Regions from separate parts of the Mus musculus genome. Here region 2 is linked to region 1. The links are chromatin contacts, called in public Hi-C maps. All regions are on one chromosome and are shown on one strand. The core of a region is the stretch at or near the end of the contact, and the rest is flanking DNA. Distances in the headings are between cores, read along the strand shown. Region 1 holds the start of Gucy2g (guanylate cyclase 2g). Region 2 has its middle 56 kb from the start of Gm4470.

What was found. A called contact is a pair of places that touch in the nucleus more often than the background predicts.
Region 2: a contact with region 1 is called in a Hi-C map of the N1E-115 cell line, with 2.1 times the contacts expected there. The contact joins the enhancer-like site here to the promoter of Gucy2g in region 1. A contact is called at or near these places in 5 of 39 promoter capture datasets (the C10 cell line, embryonic stem cells, pre-B cells and 1 more), 1 of 484 Hi-C or Micro-C datasets (the N1E-115 cell line), 3 of 115 datasets of contacts at active chromatin or transcription factors (embryonic stem cells and pancreatic cancer cells) and 1 of 9 other capture datasets (adipose tissue).

What each region holds. Positions count from the first base shown.
Region 1 is chr19:55,237,803-55,243,807 of GRCm38.p6, reverse strand. Gucy2g (guanylate cyclase 2g) reads left to right here and starts at 2,556. Exons shown (of 21, transcript NM_001081076.3): 1 at 2,556-2,955; 2 at 5,710-6,005. The coding sequence starts at 2,572.
Region 2 is chr19:56,019,320-56,025,324 of GRCm38.p6, reverse strand. No RefSeq gene overlaps it. Among named protein-coding and RNA genes, the nearest start is that of Gm4470, 56 kb to the left of the region's middle. Within about 2 kb of position 2,799, at least 61 of the 459 cell types and tissues checked have an H3K27ac peak or open chromatin away from gene starts, as enhancers often do. A contact at or near this core is called in the N1E-115 cell line, where this site is marked.

The sequences.
Region 1 (6,005 bases), core at 1,307-3,806:
TCAAAAACTGTGAAGTAAATATTTAGAATTCTGGATTTTAGGATAGCACAGCAGACTAAGTTGGGATTCTGAAGATAGCTGGGGGAAAAGCTTAACTATTCAAAGCATTGACCAGAAGGCCCAGATCTTCAAAAGCGCCTGCTTAGGTGTCAAAAACACATTCCTTGTGGAAACTGGTGTGGTAAGTATAAGAGGAGTGGAATACTGGGGTAGCTAGCAGAGCCCTCGGGAATGGGGAAGGATTCTCTTCCTCCTGTGTGGGGCCTTTCGGAAGCACTACCGTTCTGCCATTAGCTGCCAGTCAGAGCTAACCCCTGAGCCTCCATCTTCCAGGAGTGATGGACATAGTTTCTAAAGCAGTGGTCTTTGAATCCCAAGGAAATTGTTCTGTGGCAAACCCAAGACATGGGATTCCCCCCAGTGGTCATAACTCTTCTGGCTTCCCAAACCCTTGCTATGAACCAAACCTAAAGATCCAGTGGGAAGTTGGAGGTTCATAACCCAGACAGGCAGCAGCTACTTCCCTTAACTTCAGGTGTGGATAGCACAGGCATATGCCTGGAGGAAACCTGTGAGCCAGGTCTGAAAGAGAACTCTCTCCCCTGTTACTTGGAATGCCATCCCATTGAGAGTCTTTGGGATCTTAGGGCAAGAAACTATCAAGTTCACAGGTCTCTCTCCTAGATTCCCACTGCACACAGAAGCAGACAGGCTCCATGGAGTCAATGTCTTTCCCCATAATAGGCCAGGAGTTGCGTATGTCTGTCTCTCTCACATGCCATCTCATGCCAGGTAAGCTAAGTTCCCTTTTCTGCCTCTCTTTCTCTTGGAATAAAAGTCTGAGTGGATTTATTCCAGACCCTTCCCATTGAATTTTACTGAATTCCTACTAAATTGAGGTCTTAGGTTGAGTATGTAGTCTCATAGCCCCCACACAAAGTCCGTCTGAGAGGGATGGTGTTACGCACATGTGAAACCAAGCCACAGTACTATTCGAATTGCCCAAGGCAGAGGATGCCAAGGGATTGGAAGAATTTGTAAGGAGGGAGGTATTAATTTGGTTCAAGACTTTGCACATTAACTCTAGGAGGAGAGACATAGCCTCTGTGTTCTGTGGATTTTGTGTTGTCCATCTGAGTCAGGTCTGGGCTAGGCGTCTGTAAAGGATTACATCCGAAGGGAGAGAAGCAGTGACCAGTCGTTCTTTTCTTCCTCTTAGTGCAGACTATTGGGGCTTCTCAAATCTTAGTCACTGAGACCTAGCACATCTAAGATAAATGAGGACCTCCAATGCAACGTTCCATGAGCACATTCTACATCAGAAGGTCTGGACTGGGGCCCTGGAATCTGTGCTTGTAACTGTCAGGAGACTGGTGGTTTGTAACAGGAAACTTTGAGGATCATAGCAGACGATCACGCTAAAATATCTAAGTATCAGATGAATGGGAGGAACCAGGTTTTAGCCAACTAAAAGCCATGGAAGGTGAGAAGTTGACCATTTAGAATAGATGTGCCTGGGAAATGTCTAGGCCATCTTATCTGGGATGGCTGTGGCCTTCCAAGAGCCTTGTCATCCTCTGATATGTCAGACAGTAAAGAGCTGGCTATCCCCCTACCCTAATCTTCTTGCCATGATCTATATAGAAAGAAGGTCAATATTTATTGACCCATGTTTCTCTAAACCCAGGTGAGAGAGAGAGGGTATGCCTGGTTGGCAGTAACATTAGTTCGCCTGTTCTAAGCGTTTTCTATAAAATGGACTGAGTAGACAATAGCTTCTATTCTTACTAGATCTAATGTTGGTGTGTTGTTTGTTTGTGCATGCGTGTTCATGCATGTGGAGGTCATTAGATATTGTCCACAACTGCTCTTCAACTTATTTTTTGAGACAGGGTATTCCACTGATTCAACTAGACTGGCTGGCTGGCTAGCCACAGGTCCTCCTGTCTCTACCTATCTTGAGTTGGGATTACAGGCAAGCATCACCATGCTCAGCTTTTATAGTGTGTTCAGAGGGTTGAAGCAAAAGTCTTCCCCCGAGCATAGTGAGCACTTTACCAACTGAGCTATCTTCCCAGCCCCTCAAACTAATTTTGATGGAATGGCTTTTTATGTCAGCCTTGTAGCAGGGAATTAGATTTACATCTTCTTGTAATCTTCCCCGCACCACTTTAGAGAAGATGTGCACCAACCATGCCTGGGTCATACAATTAACATGAAGAGCAGTTAGAATTCTAGCACAGGGTCTCTTACTATGTGAGTGAACTCACTGGCTTCACATAGGGTCACGTGACTTGTCCAGCAGCACAAAGGTCATCAGTAATGCCATTGGGCCAACATCCAGGGGCTTCTTGACTTCTCACTTCTGCCTGTTTTCTGTAGCTCTGCTGCCTCTGTATTGTGTTAGGGCCTGCTGAGAAAGAGCTGGTTTCCGTTAATTAGTGACACTGAACAGAAAGCAAGCTGTGATCTCTGGGGACTCTTCACTCTCATATAAGTTCTGGGCACGAATGGTCAAGAGGCTGAGCCTACCAGAGTTGTATAATGATACTTCGTTAGATGCTACTACCCATGGCTTCTAGGACACGCTCTGAGTCTCCACTAGAACCTAGGCTCTATGCTGGGGCAGGAAGCCGTGCAGATCATCCATCTCTGGTTTTGATGCTGTCTGTCGTTATGCTAGTGACTTGTCTCGAAGCTGCTAAGCTCACCGTGGGGTTCCATGCCCCCTGGAACATCTCTCATCCATTTAGTGTTCAAAGGTTGGGGGCAGGACTCCAGACTGTTGTGGACAAGCTCAACTCAGAGCCAGTGGGTCTTGGGAACGTGAGCTGGGAGTTCACTTACACCAATTCAACATGCAGTGCCAAGGAGTCCCTTGCGGTTTTCATCGACCAGGTCCAGAAAGAACACATTTCTGCTCTGTTTGGACCAGCATGCCCAGAAGCAGCAGAGGTAGAGTACGGAGTATTCTAAAAATGATGTTTGAATTTCTACTGAAAGGAGTGAAGTACAGATAAAGACACACATTCCATTCATCTCTTCTTATTGACTTTTACATTTTTGATTAAAAATATAATTGTATATATTCATTGTAGATGGCACTGCATTATATAAGGACATTTTCAGATGGGTATATATTATATAGTTTCATTAGTCTCTGGGCAAAAATCTTAACAATTGCTGTCTAGGTCTTAGTTTTTCTCTTCTCTTCTCTTCTCTTCTCTTCTCTTCTCTTCTCTTCTCTTCTCTTCTCTTCTCTTCTCTTCTCTTCTCTTCTCTTCTCTTCTCTTCTCTTCTCTTCTCTTCTCTTCTCTTCCTCTCCTCTCCTCTCCTCTCCTCTCCTCTCCTCTCCTCTCCTCTCCTCTCCTCTCCTCTCCTCTCCTCTCCTCTCCTCTCCTCTCCTCTCCTCTCCTCTCCTCTCCTTCCTCCCTCCCTCCCTCCCTCTCTCTCTCTCTCTCTCTCTCTCTCTCTTTCTCTCTTTCTTTCTTTCTTTCTTTTTTTGAGACCATGTAACTACAAGAGTTAATGGTATTTAAAGAATACCATTTCTAGGAATGACTAGTTCATGTGCCCTTCCCCTCCTTCTTGTTTGACTCATTGCTTCTTATGTTGTCAGCTACTTGGTTTGGAGAATTTGAGACTGACACCAGGGCTTGTTTTTAAAAATAACTATCAATTGTTAAAGGAGGCTTTCCTTTGGTGTGTATAATAAATTATCCAGGGATGCTCACAGCAAGCTGGAGAGACTACGGCATGACAGATTGGTCTAAGCTACAGCAAATGAGGGAAATGTGCAGTTTGTGGTTCATGGAATTAGCTTAGTCAACGTCCTCGGGTGTCCTGCCATCTGAGAGAGGATGGGGAGGGTGACTAAGAGACCTCAATCCCCCAGTGCTGTGGAACTCTCTGTGGCTGTTGCTGTGAAGCTCAGGTGGCCGTTGAAATGTCTGCCTCTCTGCATTTGACATCTCTCTGGTTAGCTAAATCCTGCCCTTCCTTCAAGGTCAGTTGCGAGTGCTGAGGCCCTGCTCGCCCTCTGCTTTAGTTTTACCTGTCCGTAGTTCCTCAGTTTGGAGTCATTTATCATTAATTTGTTTAAATGTGTATGTGAATATGTCTCATTTTTGTAGGAGGCCAAGCAAGGAAATGCCTCTGAAATACAGACTAGAAAACACTCTTTATTTTCCTCCAGGCATTGAATGTTACTCTTACTTAAGTTCATTTATACATTTTGTTTTATAATCTTTATTGAGGTGAGATTGAAAACCCACACGAATTTGATAATTCATTCCAAATTAACGTTTTTGAAAGTAAAAAAAAAAAAAAGTAATTGATTGCTTCCCTTAATGCCTGTAAATGTACATCTATAAATGCTATAGGGTAGGATGCTTTCCAGGGCTATTCTATATATCTCAGCTCCCATGAGGGGCATTAGCTTCTTTAAAGGTCTCTGAAGTTTTTTGTAAAATGTAATATCTTAAAGAAAACACACAAGAAACTAGTGGATGAGTGAGTACAGGAAGCATTTAAACGGGGGTCTATGGCTTGAGTTCTACTCCCATTACACTACTGTCACCTATGCAATGCGTCCCTGTACCTCCATCGTCCCATCTTTAAGTTGGGAACAATGACCATCTGTATCCATGGAGATACTCCAGAAGCTTAAATAAGTGCTCAGGCCCTCAGTGGGACATCCGCATCATCTCCTCCCCTCCAAGGTCAGGGATCACCAAGGGGACTGATAACAGGAGATGAAGACTGTGGGTGGCTACCACCAAACACTGCTCTCAGAACTCAGAAGGAAAGTTGCAAATATGAGCTCACATCAGCCGTGAGAGCATCACACTCTGTGTGTGAGATCAGGCGAATGAGCTCACATCAGCTGTGAGAGCATCACACGACGTGTGTGAGATCAGGCGAATGAGCTCACATCAGCTGTGAGAGCATCACACGACGTGTGTGAGATCAGGCGAATGAGCTCACATCAGCTGTGAGAGCATCACACGACGTGTGTGAGATCAGGCGAATGAGCTCACATCAGCCATGAGAGTATCACACGACGTGTGTAAGATCAGGCGAAGCAAAATCTAAGCATGGAGGGCGGGGTGGTCAGGACTCCCCACTCCTAGCTGGGAAAAGATTGACAGTTGTTGGCTGATGAGGGAGGGAGAGTTAGTTTTTTTTAGTTTAGTTTTTTTCAATCATGCAGCCTCTGAGAGGCTATCTATGTTCCTGTAGATGGCTACATACCCAAACATGCTACCAGTTCTGACTGGAATCAGTGGGTTAAAAAAACAAAATAAAGTAAAATAAAATAAAATAAAATTCTCATGAGGTTGGGGAGGAATAGTTGGGGAATGGGGTAGAAATTGGAGCTAACGGATGTTGATTGGGTGTTGATTGAAACACATTTTATGCATGTACAAAACTCTCAACCAATAAAAATACCAACTTGGAAACTATTCCATTGAAAACTAAAGATAGAAATTAACATGAACGTTCTTAATTGAGGGACTAGAACATAGCAAGGACTTGAGAAACTCTGCATTTATTATTCCTGTCACCTGAGGTCCCTGCACTACACATTAAAGTTGTAGAAATGACCCACAGGTTCCCTGAACCTGAGCTCTCTGCAGACACCATGTCTGAAGTGTGAGTGTGGGGTCAGCTCCGTCACGGAAAACTACTCTCTTGTTCACTTTCAAGGTTATTGGTTTATTGGCCTCTGAGTGGAACATCCCTTTGTTTGACTTCGTTGGACAAATGGCAGCCCTGAAAGACCACTTCTGGTGTGACACCTGCGTGACACTTGTGCCACCCAAGCAGGAAATCAGTGCGGTGCTTCGGGAAAGCCTGCGGTACCTGGGCTGGGAACATATCGGGGTGTTTGGAGGTTCCTCTGCAGATTCCTCCTGGGAACAAGTGGATGAGATGTGGGGGGCTGTTGAGGATGGACTCCAGTTCCATTTCAACATCACTGCCAGCATGAGGTACAACAGCAG
Region 2 (6,005 bases), core at 1,550-4,049, 780 kb before region 1:
AGGCGCTTACAGTGTTCACGAGGCCCTGTGCAGGCTTTCCTGTGGTCCTCATCTTTCTGCTTACATTGGCTGATCGAACCCTGATCATAATCCCCTGAAATGTACAGTCTCTGTCTCTGTTTCAGAGACAAAGAATCAGGCAGCAAGCTTGAGTGATTTTCCCAAGGCTGAGATTAAGCACTAGTCTGGGTGGTGACCAAGCACTCATGTAAAACTTTAACATCTCCACTAACGATGTTTCTAGGGGTCCTTGTGCACTTCACGTGTAAGGAGTCCTAAACTGATCCTCAGCTAGACCTGAGCTACCTTTCTGTAAGAAGTGTCCTTTCTCAGAGCCCAGGCTCCTCCTTCTGAGCCCTGGCTCCTCCCCCAGAGCTCAGGCTCCTCCCTCCATCAAAGCCTAGGCTCCTCCCTCAGAGCCCTGGTTCCTCCCTCAGAGCCCTGGCTCGCCATGAGAAACCATGGTACTACACCTGCAGAGTCTCATAGTGTCCTGCTTCCATGTCCTTCTCTCTCACCTCCCACTTGCTCACTCAATCCTGCCCTGCTCCAACTCCCCCTCACACTGCCCTCCCTCTAGCCAGTTCACTGGGCATTTCAAAGCTCAGTCCAAATCAGCTTACACAAAAAGACTTCCGCAGACCACTTAAGAAAGGAGAGCACAGCTGTCCTCCATCATGACTGAAGCTAGGGACCCAAGCGGTGGCACCTGGCTCTTAATCCACGTCTCTGCAGTTGCTGTTCTTTGATAATGACCTGGTTCTTTCCCACACTAGACAGACATTTTTAGTGTAACTCCCCTTTTTATTCACAAGTTATAAATCCTGCATGAATAGCCATTAGCCTAAAATATTTCTTTCAATGTACCTGTTTATAATTTAATAGTTGTAAGGACTATTTTTAGTATTTGCATGAGTTCTCTCTTCTCTTCACAACAACAATGTGTTCTTTGAGAACCTCATACATTCATATGAGGTGTTTTGATCAAATCCAACTCTTGTTCTTTTCCTGTAGTTCCTCCTTTTTCTCTCCTACCAATTTCTCCTCTGAACTTCATGTATTCTTTTTTTTTTATTTGTAACACACTGAGTCCACTAAGTGCTCCCTGTATCGGGGGTTAGGACCATCCACTGAAGACACAGGTAGTCTCTCTCTCTCTCTCTCTCTCTCTCTCTCTCTCTCTCTCTCTCTCTCTCTACCCTCCCTCCCTCCCTTCCTCCTTCCCTTCTACCCTCCCCTTCCCTCTTTCTCCCTTAGCAGACAATTGCAAATAGCTTCTCAACCGGGGGTAGGACTTCATGAGCCCTTCCTGCCCTATAGGTGGCTAGTGCTATGTTAAACGCCATGACCAAAAGAAACTTGGGAAGAAAGAGTGTATGTTTCCATGCAACTCTTGGGTCACAGTCCACCACTGAGGGAAGTCAGAGCAGGAACTCAAGGCAGGAACCTGGAGGAAGAAAATGAAGCAGAGACCATGGAGCAACGCTGCTTACTGGCTCACACTCACCATGGCTTTTCCAGTCGGCTCCCTTATATGACCAAAGACTTTCTTCCCAGGGGATGGCACCACCCACAGTGGGCTGGGACCTACCACATCAATTGTCAATCAAGAAAATATCATACAGGCCAATCTGATGCAGGCATTTTCCCAGATGACTCTAGTTTCTGTCAAGTTATCACAAACCTAAGCAGGACCTTCCTGGCCAATGCTGCCATTCTGGCTAGCTTGATCTGGCTCAGTCCTGACAGCTATGAGCTCCAATATGCAACAGTGCTGCTGGGTCTGGCAGGTTTTGTTTCACTGTTGACTTAAACTGCTCTAGTCACTGTGGAAATCAGTGTAGAGGTTCCTCAAAAGCTAGAAACTTCTTAGATATGCAGGGAGCTTAAATGGTGTTATCGTGTAATAGGGGGCAATGCTGAAATAAAAGGCCAAGCGTTGGGCGTGGGTCAGCTACTTTCCTGATGTCAGTCAGTGGAGTCCTTTAGATTCCCCTGCAAACACAACACGCTGTTGCCATTGCTCTTGGATACCCTTCCCTTGGTGGGAAGAGCCTATTGCTGAAGACCCCACATACTTGAATAATAGGACATAGAGAAATTAAACTGGTACCAACTGGAAGGTTCAACCCTACAGACCTTCTTTACTGAGTATGAAACCCAGCTGGAGTAAAATCTAACATCTCAGCCTCAACGCTTAGCTCTTCTACCGGGAGGACTGTCTATCCTTTGCCCAGCATGGATCTACCATGACTTCGTTGACCGTATTTGGGTCATTTACAAATCCATTCACTAATGGAGAGACAAGGCAGAGGCAGCCCTTGGGAATGATCTAGACTGGAGAGCCCAATAGACAACACTCAGCAGACAGTAGTGGTAATCACAGCCACACTTTGCCTCGGTCCAAGGACAGCATTGGGCAGCAAAATGCTCCCTTCACTCTCCACAGCTTCTGCGGTTATTGCTGCCACTGGTGACCAACTGTAGTCCTCATTCCGCACTGCCAACTCAGATCTGAAAGCTGTGGAAGTCTCCAGCCCAGGCAGCCTTGCTCTCCTTTTCTGGAGCCCACACCACATTATCTAAACGTTTTCATCATCTTCTGCTGCTGCTTCCAGCTCCCTCCTCTCAAGCCTGCCTCATCTGTCATCAGTGCTGGTTTCTTCCTCATCCTAAGGTATAAGAACATGAGGTGCCCAGATGTATGGTGTTTACATCACACAGAACATGAGGCCCTGCTGCTGGCTCCCTGCTCATCCCTGGCTCCTTCCTTGAAGCAGTCCAGGCCTGTGATGATTGCTACAAGCCAAATGGTCACGGACAAGCCGAGTCATTATGCTGCCTCCTCCCCTTGACTCACCGCAGGCCTGACTGCCTCGCATATCTGGTTTCCTCATCAGAAAGAAGCCTGAGCTTTCTGCGCCTTTTGATTGACTGTTAAATGAAAGCCAGGCCCTTGTGTTTGGTGTGGGGTTTTTTGTTTGTTTGGTTTTCCATAGGATGTCATGCTTAATTCATCTCTGGCTGGTCTCCATGGACCAGCCATGACACTTGGCACCTTCTTCTCTTTGTCTCTGGGTTCTCTTCCTGTGTCCCAGCCCCATCTTAGGGAGAAGCATTCTGCCCTCTGAGGCTCACCAAATACCTCCTGTCTATACATGAACTTGAGCCAACATTGCAAACTATCCAGAGGCCAGAGATTTGAGAAATAATGACAATGCCTGTTCAAAATGGTTCGACGCTCCTGAGCAAGACAGCAAAATTGCAGATATGAACCAAAGAAAGGGGAACACAGGACTTTCATTTGCAAGTGGCCCCTTCCCCAGCCGCAGAATGCACTGCTAGCGTAGCGGTTACTGTAGCTCACTAACTTGGCAACCATCACATGCGGTCATTCCCAAAGCCCTTTCACATCCACCGCTCATTTTATCTTCAGCAGCCATATGAATGGGGATGGCTGAGAGGCTGCTCTTACTTAATCTGTTGTGCACGTGGCATGTCCACTTTGAGGGGGTGGCCTCCATGGAGAACCTTTGGGAATGAAATCCCATGTGTGCTTCCCAAGTCTTCCAGACTCAGACACAGGAAGAGCAGGCAGGAGGTCCAGGCAACAATACCCACCTCATGCTTCTGCTGGGTGCACCTTCTCAAGACGCAGACAAGATCCACTGGGACCTGGCACATCCTTTGACATCTGACCCATCTGAGTTACAGGATAGCCCCGCTGTGCAGCTGAATACACCAAATCAAGATGAGGAAGTGTAGATCGATGGCCAGTGGGTCAAAATAGCAACGCATTCCTGCATAGACATATTTATCTGCCTTGCCTCTTGCATGAAGGAGGATTTTCTCCTCTGCACACTTCTGCCAATGACTTCCAGGAAGAATTAAAATGGTGTGACCCTTGACCTGTTCCTCTGTTGCTCCAGAAGAGTAGAAACAGACCATTGTCATATACTATGTCATATACCATTGTCATATACTATGTCATATACCATTGTCATATACTATGGTTATGGGCTGGAGCTGAGAGACTCACAGAATCTCTCTTAAACTCTGAAGTTTGGGTTTTTAGCTTCCTTCAAGTCTGTAGGGAAATACCTGAGGTTCTCTCTAGAAAAGGGACCTTAAGAGCAATGAAGGCAGCATGAGCCACATTTGGATATGAACAACAAAGTGGGATAAATGGGATTTGTATGAGTTGCCCATCTGTGCAATGGGTGGATATCAGAAACACCTATTCTCAGCCATGGTCAAGGTTCTTGAAAAGACTAAATAAAAGCACATGTGTGAAGAAACCCAACAGGATGCCAGTCAGAGAGGGCCCCAGTCAATCCCAGATCTCTCCTTTTTTCTGAGTTCCAGCCGTGAGCCCTCTTGAAGAAATATCTAGGTACAGGTGCAAAACTGGTGTCCTTATGTGAAGGCTAAGGATGATCAGGAATGTGAGATAGATGTGGGAACAAGACCGATTAGACTGGGCTTTCCTGCATGCCAACCCCTTAGGAACTGGAGGAGAGTGGTTGTCATACCCTCAGCCACAATTATGATGCTGTCCCACAACTCTACAATTCACAGCTTAAATAAATTGTTTTTAATAATCAAGGTAGAGTCGTGGATTCGATAGAAAGTGCACTTGGACTTGACCTAGCCCCCCCTTATCTTCCTTTTGTGAACCCCAAACTAAGGCCTACAAAGACCTTCCTCTGCATGCTCTCAGGCACCACCCTGTACAGAGCACCATGGTTTCAGCTGGCTCTGTCTGATGACAGCAAAAGGCCAGGATAGGTAGGGCAAGTTTATGGAAGGGCACCAATTAGGAGCAGATGGTTCTAGCCACTTGCAAATCCAGGAACCTGCTTAAGGATGATAGCACCTCACCTCTGTCCTCTAGGGCCCTCACATCATGGGCTGTTACAGTTCCAACTCTGATACATACTCATCAAAACTCAGGAAGGGAATTCTATGCCCACCCTGTCCAAGCCCGACATACCCAACCGAGGTAGCCTTAGCTGGAGAGCTGGAGAGACTAAGACATCTTTTCAGGGTTCTACCTCATGTCTGTGAATCCAAGGGCTCCTGTGGACTCTCCGAGTAAGGGGAAGTCAGAAAAGAGCCTGACGTTATTGGCTTTCCAATGGAGAAGGAGAAAAACTGGAGAGCAGCGTGGAGGAACAGGGCAGAGGGAGGGCCCTGAACAAAGAGGCTGGGCAAGTTTACCAGAAGCAGACCTGAAGATTGGGGTGGGGGGGTACTGCCTGGGTGGGGGGGTGCTGCATCCAGGGAACCTGAGATACCATCACCCATCAGCCTGCACAGTTCAGGCCATGAGTCAGAGCCCGAGACAACAATCCTGACTCCTGTAGCACAGGACTGAAGACACACTGTGTAGTTGTTCACAGGGTGCCCTGTGCACAAACACTCTTAGCCACAGGGGAACAACATTGCATTTGAAAATCCATGCACCCACTGAGGTGCACTGGCCTATAAAAGGTAACCTTTGCTAACTCATGCAAAGCGATGTGTGAGTGGACTGTGGTCCTACTTGGAACAACTCTCCTTTCTGGATCTTGCCATGTACTCATCCCTTGATTATCTGCTGAGCACCTACTATGTGCTGAGTTATTAAAAATGAGAGAGGCTTGCCCTGAGAAGTTAAAGTACCAAAAAGGAGCACACACAAGGACCACGGAAAGGCGCAGATGCAGGGGAACAGGGAGACGAGCAGGGGAACAGGAAGACGAGCCGAGTGAATTCCGGAGACTTTCCGAGGTAGAAGTGCTCTACTCTTCCTTGTGCTACCCCCATTTAGTAGATGAGATTCTGTTAGATGGTGTACAGTTCCCACCACACCAGCTGCTCGGCAGCTCATCTGATGTCTGGATTGCTCTGACCCCGGCTGGTCGCCCTTCACCCCCAGGTGTAGTCAAAAGGTCCTTTGTCTCCGGGGATTGTGGGAAATTCCTTCCTTCCTCCCTGCTCTGAGATCTGCCACTCTTAATAGG